Linked DNA regions of Mus musculus: all the other regions are linked to region 1. The links are chromatin contacts, called in public HiCAR-type and capture Hi-C maps. All regions are on one chromosome and are shown on one strand. The core of a region is the stretch at or near the end of the contact, and the rest is flanking DNA. Distances in the headings are between cores, read along the strand shown. Region 1 holds the start of Srp9 (signal recognition particle 9). Region 2 has its middle 30 kb from the start of Gm39718. Region 3 holds the start of Susd4 (sushi domain containing 4).

Evidence for each region. HiCAR-type assays count read pairs that join an accessible place to other places. Capture Hi-C pulls out chosen DNA fragments and counts their contacts.
Region 2: a HiCAR-type map of astrocytes shows a contact between it and region 1, with 3 times the contacts expected there. The contact joins the enhancer-like site here to the promoter of Srp9 in region 1. A contact is called at or near these places in 5 of 115 datasets of contacts at active chromatin or transcription factors (astrocytes, embryonic stem cells, memory CD8 T cells and 2 more) and 1 of 9 other capture datasets (embryonic stem cells).
Region 3: a contact with region 1 is called in a capture Hi-C map of macrophages, with 4 times the contacts expected there. The contact joins the promoter of Susd4 here to the promoter of Srp9 in region 1. A contact is called at or near these places in 3 of 39 promoter capture datasets (embryonic stem cells, hippocampal neurons and liver) and 2 of 9 other capture datasets (adipose tissue and macrophages).

Annotation. Positions count from the first base shown.
Region 1 is chr1:182,121,798-182,126,687 of GRCm38.p6, reverse strand. Srp9 (signal recognition particle 9) reads right to left here and starts at 1,951. Exons shown (of 3, transcript NM_012058.3): 1 at 1,713-1,951. The coding sequence starts at 1,784. It overlaps Gm33725 (a long non-coding RNA gene), which reads left to right and starts at 1,922. Exons shown (of 3, transcript XR_373761.4): 1 at 1,922-2,255.
Region 2 is chr1:181,254,280-181,259,169 of GRCm38.p6, reverse strand. No RefSeq gene overlaps it. Among named protein-coding and RNA genes, the nearest start is that of Gm39718, 30 kb to the left of the region's middle. Within about 2 kb of position 2,324, at least 318 of the 459 cell types and tissues checked have an H3K27ac peak or open chromatin away from gene starts, as enhancers often do. A contact at or near this core is called in astrocytes, embryonic stem cells, memory CD8 T cells and 2 more, where this site is marked.
Region 3 is chr1:182,761,216-182,766,105 of GRCm38.p6, reverse strand. Susd4 (sushi domain containing 4) reads right to left here and starts at 1,890. Exons shown (of 9, transcript NM_001356461.1): 1 at 1,710-1,890; 2 at 918-1,100. The coding sequence starts at 1,065.

The DNA of each region.
Region 1 (4,890 bases), core at 702-3,201:
CAAATAGTCACTCAATGTGTGCTGGTGTATCTACAGTCTCTTTACTAAATGCAGACACTGTATACTGTTGTCAGTATCAGGCCCTTCTGGACAAACCTTATACCACCTTACAGCACACTGCCCAACTGAGGAAATGAACCACATGAAAGTACATACAAGAAGCCACCACTGTCACAAACTACACAATTTCAAAAATACCTAATCTACCTAGCCATTTATTATCACTTTAATAAGATCATTAGTTTTAAATGTTGCCTTAAAAAGGGAGCCTGCAGCCGGGTGTGGTGGCACACGCCTTTAATCCCAGCACTCGGGAGGCAGAGGCAGGCGGATCTCTGAGTTCCTGAGAAATAAAAAGAAGGGCCGGGGGAGCTAACACCCAGAGTTCAAGATCACTCTCATCTCCACAGGACATTAATGAGGCCCATCTAGGACGCATGAGAAGATAGGAGCTTAAAAATACACAAGGATGGTTCCGAATGTTCTACTGTCTACTCTGGTCTTCCTGTGGTTCTAATGCAGGTAGACACAGATTTGGCTCCCAGCACCCACAAGGTGGCTCACACCCATGCCTAACTCCATTTCCCGGGGATTCAATGCCCTCTTCTGACCCCAGCAGGGCAGGCACCCCATGTGCACAAGCAAACACTGACATACGTAAGAATTAATGGACTGACCTTCTTAAAAGATGCTTCCTGTGGGCTTGGAGAGATGGCTTAGCTGCTAAAGGCTATGCTCACAACCAAAAGTAAAAGATGCTCCCTGTAAAATCCTGTAGTAAGTACTGCCACCGCAAGCTGCCAGTACCAATATATTTTTGATTTTTACTTACATGTGTGTGTCTGTGTGTGTACATGTTAGTGTGAGAGATGTGTGGTCAGAGGGCAAATTTAAGGAGTAGATTCCCTCTTTCCATCCTTAAGTGAGTTCTGCATGCTGAGTGTCTCTGCAGTCTCATTATGATACACACACACACACACAGAGTTCGTGTTATGCACTGAGCCCGGGTTCTTGAGATTGTTAGCTGCTCATCGGTTTTTTTGTTTTTGTTTTCTTTTTCCTTAACGTGTATATTCATAAAACATGCGTCTACCATACCTTCAACAATCCTTTAAGGAATGATGAAGCTGACCTTTGTGTCCCCCTCCCGGAACTTGTTCTGAACTGCTGAGATGGGACTGGGTAGTTTGCTTTGGGGAATGAAACCGCTTGCAAACATTTATGTCTAACGTGAGAGTGCAAACAGTCTCCATGTTTCAACTGGTCCAGGAAAAGACTAAAAATCCCCACTATCCAAAAAAAAAAAAAAAAAAGTAGAGCAGGTGCTTCCTAACTGGGACGTACAGTAGCACCATTTTATAAGCTGGTACTCTCGGGTCTGGGTAGGAAAGGAAAGGGGCACTAAACTAAGCGACGGACAGGAAAGCGACGGTGCAGGGGGAGGAGCCCACTCAGCGACACGTAAACCAACCAGATCCCGAGCGGAAGTTAGGAGCTCCCCCGGGTGCAGGCCGCTGTGGGGTCCGGCGCTGCGGAAACCGCCCTGCCTGTAGCTGCTGGGGTCGCCTCGCTGGGTCACTGGGTCTCCGGGTCAGTCGGAAGCAGACGAAGGGACAGTGGCACCGGGTGGGCCGACTGTTTCCTGGGCGTGCTCAGGCCGCGCCAAGGGTAGAGAAGCCCCGGGCCCCAGGGCGGTCCCTGCAGCGACTCACCTTCATGGGGTCCGCCAGGTAGAGCTTCTCGGCCGCCCGGCTGAACTCCTCCCAGGTCTGGAACTGAGGCATCGTGGCTTCAGGCAGCGAGGAACAAGGCCGCGAAGCGAGTCACGGCGCTGTCGCCCCGGCGGCCCGCCGCTCTCCCGCAACCGCCCACAGCGCTGCACTCCGGCGGCGCAAAGACGGAGGCTCACGAGCGCTCACGCCATTGGCCAGCCTCGGCCGCGCGCCTGTCCAATGGGCAGGAGGCGTGATGTCGGGGGGCGGGGCCTCCGCTCTGAGAGGTCGGGAGAGGAGAGGGCGGCTGCCACAGCGCCGCCTGCAGGGCTGGAGGGGATAGTGCCTGTGCTGCCTTTCCAAAGACTAAGGAGCTCTGTGACCTGGTACCCAAGTCACAGTCGTGGTGATGACAAGGCGCAGCTGTCACACTCAAAGCCTAATCAAGGAGTTGGGGAGACATAACGGACGCGCAACCAAAAACTTTCTGTGGTAGACTTTTGTATCGGGTCAGTGGAACAAAAAGGAGCAAGGCTCCCAGAGGTGAGACAAACTGAATAGGGAGTAGAGAAGGGCGAGACCTCTAGGCACATTTAAGATCTGCAGTGTACGTGTACTTAAGAGGAACAGTAGTGTTCAAGGGAATGGAGGAAGAGAAGAAGCACAGAGAGAAGGAAGCTACACTGTGGCATCTGCTAGGATACGAAATTTGAGTCTTTCCCTCAGGCAGAGTGTGACACAGGACAGCTTTTAAAAGAAATTTTATTGGGGTATATAGTTTATGTGTGCAGTAAACATCGGCTTTGAGAATATACGATCATGGATTCTGAAAAAAATACATATACACACACGTCACACAGCCACAGAGCATATACCTACTTGCCTAATGTCATAATCAATATATGGGGGTATTTTTCACCTCTAGAAATTTCTTCATGCCTCCTTGTAATTCATTTCCTCTGTCTTCACTCCTGGCCCCACGAATGTTTACTCTTACTAAAAATTACATCCCCCTGTCCATTGAGCTGCTTTTTCCCCCTTCCCTTCTCCATCTTGCTCTGCCCCTCCTCAATCCGGGCCCAAAGGTTTGTTGTTGTTGTTGCTGTTGTTGTTTTTATTTTTTGTTTCTCATTACAGATGGTTGTGAGCCACCATGTGGTTGCTGGGATTTGAACTCATTCATGACCTCTGGAAGAGCAGTCAGTGCTCTTAACCCTGAGCCCTCTCACCAGCCCCCATTGATCAGCTTTAAACAGTTTTGTTGGGTTTTTTGTTTTGTTTTGTCTTGTATTGTTTTGGGTTTTCAGTGCTAAGGATTGTGCATTCTAGACAAGGTCTCTGCCACTGAACTTAGCCACATTCTCCTCCCCATCTTGCCTTCCTCTTCCCTATCTTTTTCTTTTCTTTTTCTTTCTTTCTTCTTTGTTTGTTTGTTTGTTTGTTTGTTTTTCAAGACAGGGTTTTTCTGTGTATCCCTGGCTGTCCTGGAACTCTCTCTGTAGACCAGGCTGGCCTTGAACTCAGAAATCCGCCTGCCTCTGCCTCCCAAGTGCTGGGATTAAAGGCGTGCGCCACCCCTGCCCGACTTCTTTTCTTTTTCCTTCTTTCTCTTTCTTTTTCTTTCTTTCATTTTTTCTCTTTTCTTTCCTTTCATTCATTTTCTTTCTCTTTTCTTCCTTCTTTCCTTCCTTCCTTTTTTTCTTTTGCTCTTTCTTTTTCTTTTTTTATGTCATGAGTTTGCGGAAAGTCCCAGCTATTTAGTCCAAGGCCAAACTGGGCTACTTAGAAATAAACAAGCAGGGCTGGAGAGATGCCTCAGCAGTTAAGAGCACCGACTACTCTTCCAAAGGTCCTGAGTTCAAATCCCAGCAACCACATGGTGCCTTACAACCACCTGTAATTAGATCCGATGCCCTCCTCCGGTGTGTCTCAAGACAGCAACAGCATACTCATAATAAATAAATAAATAAATAAATAAATAAATAAATCTTTTTTTTTTTAAACATTGAGCAGTCTCTGGGACAAACCTTCAGTCCTTTTTTTTTAAGATTTATTTATTTATTATATGTAAGTACACTGTAGCTGTCTTCAGACACTCCTTACACATGGTTGTGAGCCACCATGTGGTTGCTGGGATTTGAACTCCGGATCTTCGAAAGAACAGTCGGGTGCTCTTACCCACTGAGCCATCTCACCAGCCCCCCTAAATAAATCTTTTTAAAAAAAGAAATAAGCAAAGAAAAGAAAGGAAGAAAGAAACAAGAATGATGGCAGTCCTAGCAAGAGGCCATCATGGTACCTGGGCTAAATAGATAGCAATTATTTTGATTTTTTTTAAAGGGGGTGAAACAAAGGGACTCTGAAGTCAGCCTCCCGGGGGATGCTTGAAGGTCTGCTCAAACATTAGGGCTTTACAGCTCAAGTTCCCAGGAGGCTGGGTGGTTAGCTGAGTCATCTCTACGAAGGTTAAAGTCACTTGTGAATAAGATTAGCTTCAGAAGAAGGCTTCTATTCCCTTAGAACAAGGGACATATTGCAGGGGCTATGGGGACGCTGAAGAGCAGAAACAAACGAGACGAGACAAAGGACAGTCCAGCAGAAAGGCCTTCTTGGAAGAGGAGTTTGTAAACATTTTTAGCAGTGTACATAACAATGAGTTTCGTTATGACATCTTCACACATGTCCACAATGTGCCTTGATCATGTTCACACCCTCTAACCCTACCTCTTTTAGATTGGTCCCAGCAAATATTTTTTTTCCAACAAATCTTAATATTCCCTCTTTCACACCTGTACAAGTCAAAGGGCATAGTGTTGGGGTTTAATCAAAATGTTGGAGTCCTCAAAGCCCCCTTGCTTATCTCTCCAAGGCAGAGTCAAGAGAACCAGGCTTCGGAAGTTACTACAAACCCTTTCGTTTTACAACCCTACAGTCAAACCTTACTATAATATTGATTTTCATTTAGCAGACAAACGACTGGCTATGTTTGTGAGAGAGTTTCTAGATTAGGTTAATTGGCGTGGAAAGATCCATCTGAAATGTGGTGGCTCCATCCCATGGGCTGGGGCCCTGGGCCATAAAAGGAGACTGTGAGCTGAGCACCAGCATCCACCTCTCTACATCCTGACTGGAAGCAGTGTGACCAGTCACCGCACACTCCTGCACCCACCCCACACTG
Region 2 (4,890 bases), core at 1,075-3,574, 870 kb after region 1:
GAATGGCAAAACAATATAAACTAAAAAAGAAACAAAATCTTAGAGACAGATCACCTCGAGTTAGAATCCCAATTCTCTCAGTGCCCGAGGTCTGGTCAATCTCCAGTGTTCTCAGAGATCAAGTGGATACTTATGTCTGCCCCAGGGATTTGATATACTTGTGTAAGTTCATTGAGATACCAGGGAAAGGGCCGCCACCTATGGAGCTCCGTAAACTTGAGGCAAGTCATTATTGTTACATAGTATCCTGTCCATTTGCAGAGAGCCATGACTGAGGGGATGAGGTCACATCTGACTGAGTACCCAAGGCACGTGCACTCTGACTGATCTGACCAGGATCTGTGATACAAAAGAAGGCATGTCCATTGCAAAGAGGCCATACTCTGCCCCCCGGGGAGGGGGAGGGGAGGACATTCATGGAAAGCATCCAGCAGCACAGGACTGTACCTAACCTCCAGGTGTGCTATGCCAGGCACTGTGCTTCTGCCAACACCTTGACCTTCACATCGCCTCTTCCAAAGCAGTCTCCTCTAATTCCTTCTAGCTGGGCAGTGAAACATTTGCTGCTGGCTTCCCATCTTCCAGATGGTTAAACTGAGGCTCAGCAAGGCAAAACAAAAGCATCTCAAAGCTAGCTCTAGGTGGACTTGGGTTTGTATTTAGTTTCGTTGTTTGTTTTGCTTTGAGATGGCGGCTCCCTACGTAGCTCACACTGGCCTGAAACTCAGTATGTAACATAACTTTGTCCAGCATTCACGAGCCTCCTGCATCGGGGCTTCCCAAGTGCTGGGATTACAGGCCTGTACCTTCTAGCTTCCAAGTAGACTTTGAACTCAAACAGTGTGATTCAGCATAGAGGGCTAGTTACTGCTCTATCATAGGAGAGCTCGGAGGAAGACTTACATGGGATGCGAGGGCGACCCCCCAGCTCTAGGAAGGATTGAGTTGGGCTCTCTAGGAAAAGCAGGATGGACTTGGTGGTCCGAGATCTGTTTTGAGAGAGGTTGGGGACAGGATTCCAGGATTGAAGCCTACCAGAGCTGCTGAGAGTTCCAGAAAAGAATGTGAAGTGAAGGGGGAGGGGTGGATAATAGAGCAGGGAGCACAGGACCAGCCTCTCCCACCCAGAGGTCCCAGAAGTGCTGAGGAAGGGAACTTCCAGGGTGCCCAGGGCGAGGTTGGGGATCAATTTCCCTTAGAAAGTGGGGCAGGAACCCAGAATTTCACCCTGTTGGCATTCGAGTAACCGCCTACATTTCTAAAGAACACACCACAGTTTACAAATTACTTGCACAAAAAAAAATGTCCTGTTTCACTATGACAGGCAACCTGTGTTAGGCAACTTAAAAATCCTGCACTGAGCTGAGTTCACCGCGGGCCCAGTGAGGGTGGTTCTGTTACTGTCCCTCCCGTACTGGAAAACAGAGGCCAAGGTCAGTTGTCATGTGGCAACATTGGGGTTGGAGCCCAGATCTAATTCGGGAAGGACTCGCTTAAACCGCAGTCCCCAAACAACCTAAGAAGCAAGCAAGTTACTGTTAGCGCTTTGCAGGTGGAGAGGCTCGAGTGAGTATGGACTCTAGCAGGTTCACTCTGCTCATGGTTAAACCAGGTTTCCAGACGTGAGTAGCACAGAGGATTTGCAGGAGGGCCGCGGGTAGACACACCCGAAGCCCGGGTCTGTCTATCTAAGTTCCACAGCTGCCGTACACACCCGTACAGCCTTGGGGAGAAATATTCCAGATTACCAAACACAGCGCTTGTACAATAATCAGGTTGTGCGAAGACCAGATTAGGGAAGACCCACCCCGTGTAGAGCCCCGAGGCTCGAAACCCTCCGGATGGTACTGGCTAGGGCTGGTGATACCTCCTCACCCAGAACCTGGAATTAAGGGAGGCGGGTTCTGCTCCTCTAGAGCCCAAACCCGAGGAAGGAAATGGAAGGGTGGGATGGTGTCAGACGGAAGGGAAAGCAGAGAAGAGGAAGACCAAAGCCAGCAAGGGGGAAGGGGAGGCTCAATGGTCTACGCCCTGACTGTGCGGCAGATGCATGAGGCCCCAAGACTCTGCCTGGCAAGTGCAGACTGATTGCATAGGATCAAATACCGTGCAAGGTTAGTACACCGTGTCCTAGGTAGAGAGGAGGATTTTAATACAGAATAAAGGCCGCCCTCTTTCCTGCCCTCCTCCCACAGAGGGGGGGGAGGGGGGTGACTGGCCCTGGCAGGTCGCCTGTCCCCGCCCCGCGCCCTCCCCAGAGCCTCCTGCCCGCTGAGGTCGCCGCCCAGCAAAGCCTGGGCACTCCTCCCTTGCTTGCCGCAGGTCTCGGCCCATCACCCGAGCCTGGTCCCACCCGCCAAACCACATACTTTCACCTCCGTCTCACCCTTCCCTCCACCCTTCCCGTCTTCCTGGCCCAGTCCTCGCCACTCAGATGATTTTTAAGTCTGCCGCTTCCTTTCAATGGCTAGAGAAAGGATGGAAGGCTTGTGTTTGGCAGTGTTTAAATTACTCCAGAAAACACCCAGTGGCAAAGACAATAAAAGGGTACAGTTTCTTCGGCTGCTTCCGCAGGGCAGGGGGAGGGGTGGCCCGCTAACCTCCACCCACCTGCCGCCCGCCCGCCAGCTGTCTTCTGGGTGGACAGCACGGGGTCTCACCCCTGTCCCCTCCCCCCACCTCCTCTTTGGCAGGCTGGCAGCCTAGGCCAGCTGGATGGCTTGTCTCTACTCTGAGCTAGAAGGCTTCTGAAGTTAGCTGAGGCTCACAACTCTCATGCGCCTGCTGGGCGATCAAGACTTTTTACAAGGAGGGTGGCGCTATTGCCTCCTATCCGTGTCCATCAGAAACCCCTTCCTGACCAGCTTCGTTCCCACAAGCAACTGCGGCTGCTATCTCATGCCACCCGCGTATTCCAGCAGAGTTTGAGGAAGACCCTAATTTCCATTTCTTCCAGCAAATATGATTGCTTGACTCCAACTTCTGAGGTCCTGGGGAAGACAAGAGCCTGTGTCTGGGCTCATCTTAGCAGTTAGCTTGGAATCTGCTCACAACGGGTCACCCCCGGGGAAGTAAGTCCCTTGCTCACAACCTCGATGGCAACCATCCAGAACGAGAGAGAACTCTGCACACCTCAGCTCACCCTGCCTGTCCCCAGGAAGACTCACACTTGCCCATGCTCCTACCCGACCTCCTTCCAATCCTTTGTCTAAGGAACCTCCTGTAGCAGGACTGTCCTAGAAAGCATCCAGCTAAGAAAGACTTCTGCATTAAAGCATTACTTGCTACAGTAGAGCTACGTTCAAGCTTCTAAGTGACTGTCTGCTAATGATGTGACCTTGGGCAAGTCACTTAATCATGCTAAGATCCATGTTAGTCACCTGTCGATTTATCATCGATGCCAGAGTGCAGCCTGCTGCCCATATGAAAGGGGAGTGAACACAGCTTCCTCACCCCCATCTCTATTACAGATGGAGCCCAGCGCATCACAGGTGCTACTGAGCGCCCCTGACAGCTGGCCCGAGACACACCTCCACGCTGCTGCCTGAAGCAGCTCGAACTCCTCAGCTGCCTCTCAAGTGAAGTGGGAGTGGATTTCACTGCAGAGAGAGATTTTAGGGCGAGCCAATAAGACACACAGTTGGGGTTTATTAAGAAGGCATGCCAGCTTGAAGAAAAAGAGGGGCTCGGGTCAGATAATGCACACAGATCCACAGGTGTGTGGGCCTCTCAAGGGGGAGTGTCCCTGCCGTGTCTTAGTGACAACCACACATATAATGTTGGTAGCTCTCAAGCTACATCTCACAGCATCAATAAGAAGACCCCCCCCCCTTTTTTTTTTTTTTTTTTTTTTTTTTTTTTGATAATCGAGGTTAAGGTGTGGCTTCAAAAGCACCTGGATAGGATTGCTAGCTGAGAAAGAAGATAAAACCATGCATGAGCCAAGGGGGGTGTGCAAGGGGTTAAGGCCTGTCCCTTACTATAAATGGTGCTTCTGGTGAGATCCCTCGAAAACTGCAGGTTTACACAGTTGTGAGAGGGAGAAAGGCCGAACCTGCTTCTGTCTAAAGCATGGTGGTTGTCGCTGCTCCAATGTCTCTACGTGGGCGTGGTGGCACTCCTTTAATCCCAGCACTAGGGAGGCAGAGGCAGGCGGATTTCTGAGTTCAAGGCCAGCCTGGTCTACAAAGTGAGTTCCAGGACAGTCAGGGCTATACAGAGAAACCCTGTCTCAAAAAACCAAAAAAAAAAAAAAAGTTATCTCTCTGGGGTTCATCTCACCTCACCAGCAGTTTTATTAACTGCACTGGGACTCCTAATTCTTAGCTAGTGAGAAACTTCTCCTTTCTTCCCTCCCTCCTTCCCTTCCTTCCTTTTTCTTTCTTTCTTTTTCTGAGACACGGTTTCTCTGTGTAGCCCTAGCTGTTCTAGAACTCACTTCAGAGACCAGGCTGACCTCAAACTCAGAAATCCACCCACCTCTGCCTGCCGAGTGCTGGGGTCAATGATGCACCACTCTGCCCAGCCCCAAGGCAGAGTTCTTCCCAAAGTGCTTTTCACACAGCAGCTGTCGATAATGGCTGCAGTCATTTTGACATCATTCCTGGGCCCCTGCAATGACCAAGTATGAATCCCCCTGCCTCAAGAGGGACTCTTTGTTCTGTTCAAAGAACAATCAAGAATGCTATCAACTAGACATCAAGGGAAACAGAAGCGGCCGAATGTCTGTGGTTCAGTGGGAGAATGGACGCTCTGGGTTCATCCCCGGCACCGTCAGAAAAGAAAACCCGGAATGAACAAGCACCATTACAGCAAGAAAGTACAAAGAAAGTGCTTTGGGAAGTAAGAAACAGAAAGCTGGTCCTTCATTTTCTGCCAAAGGAGAATATA
Region 3 (4,890 bases), core at 641-3,140, 640 kb before region 1:
CTATCTACTTAGGCATCCTCTGTATTTCGGCTAGGAGAACGCAAGCCTGTCCTTCACAAGCCCACATCAGCAATGTCTCAAGGAGGATCCGGAACAGGCAGGAATGATGGACGGTGGTGCACAAGGAAGAAAGGGGGAGACTTAAGGGGGAGAAATTCAGACCGGAACTCCATCTGTCTTCCTTGACCACAACCAAAAGATAGCCCTCTCGCTTGGAATCAAGCATATTATAGATTAGCCGCCTTACAGGGACTGGGGCTATCAATTTGGTTTCAGAACTTCCACTTCACAGAAGAGTCCTTGACTTAATCCCCACCGTAATTCAGACCTCGCTAAGCAGTCTTCCAGAAACATACCTGAAGGGAACTCTGCAGCCCTTCCCCACCCCCAACAGTCACAGACATGCCTCAGCACACCACCTCCAAGAAAGAGAAAGTTAACTTTCAAATAAACCTGTCCTTCAACTGGTCTGACCATGTTTTCAGACCCTTCACATTCTTCAAGACGGTTTATTCTAAAGTAGTTCAAATCCAGAAGCCCAAACCTGACCTGTGTGTGAAGGGCAAAGATCAAGGGTCGAAGGGCTACAAATACACTGCTTCCCCCCACCCCCACCCCCACACACTCCTTTGATCCTCTTTTTCCTCTGGGCCAAAATGGGAAAATGTGCCAGGCTTCTTATCCTTCCTTCAGAAAAGCCCAATTGGGCTGCCGGTGGGTGTGCGAACCTACACCGGTTCCACACAATTTTCTGTGAACTCCAGGGGTTTTGCAGAAGGCTGGGACACAGGGACTCTATTTCTCAGGCACCCCTAAAGTCTGCACGTATGCAGAAGGCGCAGTGCTGTCCGGTCGGTACAGTCTCCCCTCCCTGCTGGGCCATTCAAAGCTCCCCCCACCACAGCGGGGTCACTCACCACCCGTGAGCTGTGCAGGGCCAAAGCACAGCGCCAGTTGAAACCACAGGATCACGGCCAAGAGTCTCTGGGGGGACTGAGGCTGCTGTTGCTGCAGCTGCTGCTCTAGAAATCCATCTCCATTGCTCGGGTTCATTCCATGATACATCTTTCATCCACAGAGGGCATCCAGCTTGCGAGAGTCTGCAACCAGGAGCGGAACACGACAATACCCCGGGGTTGCCCGGGCTCTGGGGCCAAGCTCTCCCTCCTCCACCCTGGGGGCCCGGTGCCTGGGCTTTGCGGGCTCCATCCCATCCCATCCCTGTTCGCCCCTGCGCAGCCCCCGCCCCCTTTCCCACAGCGAGATCCTCCCTGCCACCCCCCATGCAGGGTCCAGAGAGTAGCAGCCACCATGGGATACTGCGCGTGCGGGAGGGATGGAGGAGGGGAGAGAGGACAGGGGTTAGTGCACACTGGCTCTGTGCTGGTCCCCGGGATTCAGCGGCTCTGATCATGACAGGAAAGTCTAAAGCCTTATAGCATCAAGCGGCTGAGAAAACACTTTTCCCCGGGCCTGTACATTTCACTCTGAGGAATCTCACAATGTGCCCCCTGCTGCCCCTGGATACTTCTCTGCTTTTCCAAGGATTGGGAGGCTCCTATTGCCCCAGTCCCTTATGAAATCTGAGCTGTTATTTTTATTTTAAAAATTCCTCCCTTAGGGGAGCTGAGCCAGGAGCCAACTCGCCCAGCCCGGCCTGCGCACGCCTCCCCGGGGCAGGCAAGCCCCTTCCGGGCTCCGGCTCTTACCTGTGGGTCTCATGCATGCAGCTTCCTTCCCTCCTCCGCCTCCTCCCCCCGCCAGTCTAACCCGCATCTGTGCGCGACCTCTGCTGCCGCCTCTGCGCGAGCAAGCAAGCGAGCGAGCGAGCAAGACAGAGGAGCGAGCGAGCGAGCGAGACGGAAGCCTCGGCGGCTGCCGGGCTACACCGCCCCCGCCCGTCCCGCCGCGCGCTCCCTCCCCGGGCTCCCCCGAGTGGCCGGGGGCGGGGGTGACGAGGGCCACGGCTGCCGGGCTGCGCGCGCCCGCTACCTGAGCTCGGGAGCGCGCGGCGGCGGCGCGGAGAGGGGGAGGAAGGGACGAGGCCCGGGCGCGCGCGGGAAGGGCAGGGGCGCGCGGGCCTGCACGCGCCTCGGCGGGTCCCAGCCAGCGCCGGTAGCAGGGGTAAGGGGATGGCGTGGGCGGAGGAGGACGCCGTGGCCAATGGGAAGCCGGCGCGCCTGCACCTGTCGGGCACGAGTCGCCAGGCGGCGGCACACACGCACACGCATTCACACACGCGCATACGCGTATGCACGCACACATACCCAGGCACACGCACGCGCACACACCGCAGGTCTGCGCCGCGATCCTTCACCAGTGGCCTCTGGAGCCCTTAGCCCCGTGTGTGCCACCAGAGGCTGTGACCTCGAAGGTGGAGGTGGACAGGATGATCCCACCCAGGACCATCACCGATGACAGGGTTAACTTGAATGGGGCGGTGTAAGCACAACCCTTGCTGCTAAAACCTCAAGTTCTTGGTGACCCCGAACATCTCCACGGGTGTGAGCTTCCCCTAGAGCCCAGTGGACAGCCCGAGGAGGCTGGGTCTCTGTCTCCCGTCCCTTGCACCGTCGGCATTTTCCCTCTTGGCTGCCTTGGAGATAGACGCAAGCATCTCTCGGAGCTTTCTCTTGAGAGGCTCTCCCTCAGGGAGACAAGTGACCGGGCAGTGAGATGATGGGTGCCAATGCGGGAAAGCTGGATATCACCGGAAGCTTATTTCCTTTGGGTAAGAACCCGAAAGGATCAGGGGTCCCCAGGAAAGAACGTTCCCCTGGTCAGCGGTCCCTTCCTGGTGTCTTAAGTTCAGCCTGCTGCTAGCTCTGTTCTCCCAACCTTTGCTGTTCCCCAGCAAGCTAGACCTCCCTCTGAGGTCTGGGCCGGCTCCTAGGGTACTTGTGTGAGCCTTGGTGATTAAGGGGTGTGCCTTAATGAGGTAGGGCCGGCAGGCAGTATTTTTGAACCACTGGATCCCCATTATTCTGTAGCAATTTGTGGATATGAAAAACCATGTTTCTGATACAGCCACCAAATCATCTCGTCCTTCTATCGACTTTCCCAAAATCTCACATACTGAAGGTAGTTTGGAAATTACAGCTTTTACCGTGTTGGCTTTTACTGCGAGTAATTTTAACAAATTCTTGCAGGAGAAATTAGCTTTTAGTAGATAAATCTAGTTCAATGTTGTTGATTTTTTTTTTCGATTTGTAAAATTGAGATGTCAGCTTTGCACGGAGTAAGTTGAACAGTTTTGGTTATCACAAATGCATTTCTGCTAAAGCCTGAACTCTGAAGCCCAAAGCATTACTTGGGCATTTTTCTGTGTTTCCAAGGTCCTAAGATTGTTCGCTGCAAATTGAATATTTATTCTAGCTTATTCTCAATAAAATATCTACCGTTTTAAAAATAGCTGTCAGATCCACAGGGCATAAAACTATTTGTTGACCATGCAACAAATGTATCTGAAGTCTGCCGCTTAGCTGCAACAATCGGCTTATAAGACTACCAGGGCCAACAGGACCATCCAAGTTCATCTGTCCCAAGCCTGGGATCTGCGCTTAAGTCTCCTTTCTGACACAGTGCTAGCCAGCTGGAGCTACAGCTCAGCAGTAGGCCACTTGCCTAGCTCTTGTGTGAGGCTCGGGGCTCCACCCTTAGTACCACAAGAATTAAATTATTTGTGAACAAGGTCACGTAGCCTCATCCAGTACCTGAGGAAGCCTGTTGTAGTTGCTGGTTGCACTCAGAAATGCCTTCCTCGGGTGGGACTGCTCTGCTTTGGGTTTGTTTGTTTTTTCTGTTATTGTGCTAAGACACTGACCAAAAACAACTTGGGGAGGGGAAGACTTTTACTTGGCTGACAAGTTACAGTCCACCAGTAAGAAAAGCCAAGACAGGAACTGAAGGCAGGAACTGAAGGGGTCGGGGTGGGGAATGGAGGAACGATGCTTGCTTACCAGCTTTGCTTCCTGTGTGTTGCTTGGCAGACTTTCATAGCCCAGGAATCACACACACACACACACACACACACACACACACACACACACGCACGCACGCACGCACGCACGCACACACGCACGCACGCACGCACGCACGCACACACGCACACACTCTCATACAGTGGCCTGGGCCCTCCTGCATTTAATCAGCGTTTAAGGAAAAGCTCCCGCAGACATGGCCACATGGAAACAGTTTTTCAGTTGAGATTTCCTCTTCTAAGTTATGCTCAATGTTAAGTTGACATAACTTAAGCTATAACAGAACCAAGAACCCTTCCCAAAACATGGCCTGTGGCTCTGCCTCTCTTTTCTGGGCTCACGCCGCTAAGTCAAATTCTCCTTCTTTAAGACAAACTGTCAAGGCGGGAGAGATGACTCAGTGGTTAAGCTCTCTTGCTGTTCTTCAGAAGACGTGAGTTCAATTCCCAGCCCCCCACATGGTGGCTCACAACCATCTGTAACTCCAGTCCCAGGGCATCTGATACCCTTGCCCTCTTCTGATCACCACAGGCACCAGGCATGAATGAGGTGTAATTGCAGACATGAAGGCAAAAAGCTTACAAATATAAATTTTAAAAGATGGAAGATGGCACTTCATTCATTTGGAGATAGCATCAGGTTTCTTTGCCTTGTCTTCTGGGAATGATATGTAGTCACTTCCCTTTATGTCAGTTTCCAGTCTCCTTGCTAGCTTGTGGTCAAACTAGAGTTAGCTGATCTCCCCATTGTCCACCCGGATCCAGCAGTGAGAGTCTGTTTGAGAAAGGGGGCATGTGGTCACTCTGGGCTCTCGCCTCAGTCCAGAAGAATACTGGGCGTTCCCATCATACTGACCCACACAGTGAAGTTTTGGAAGGGTGGCCACAGCACAATGTTGTGTCAGTTTCCT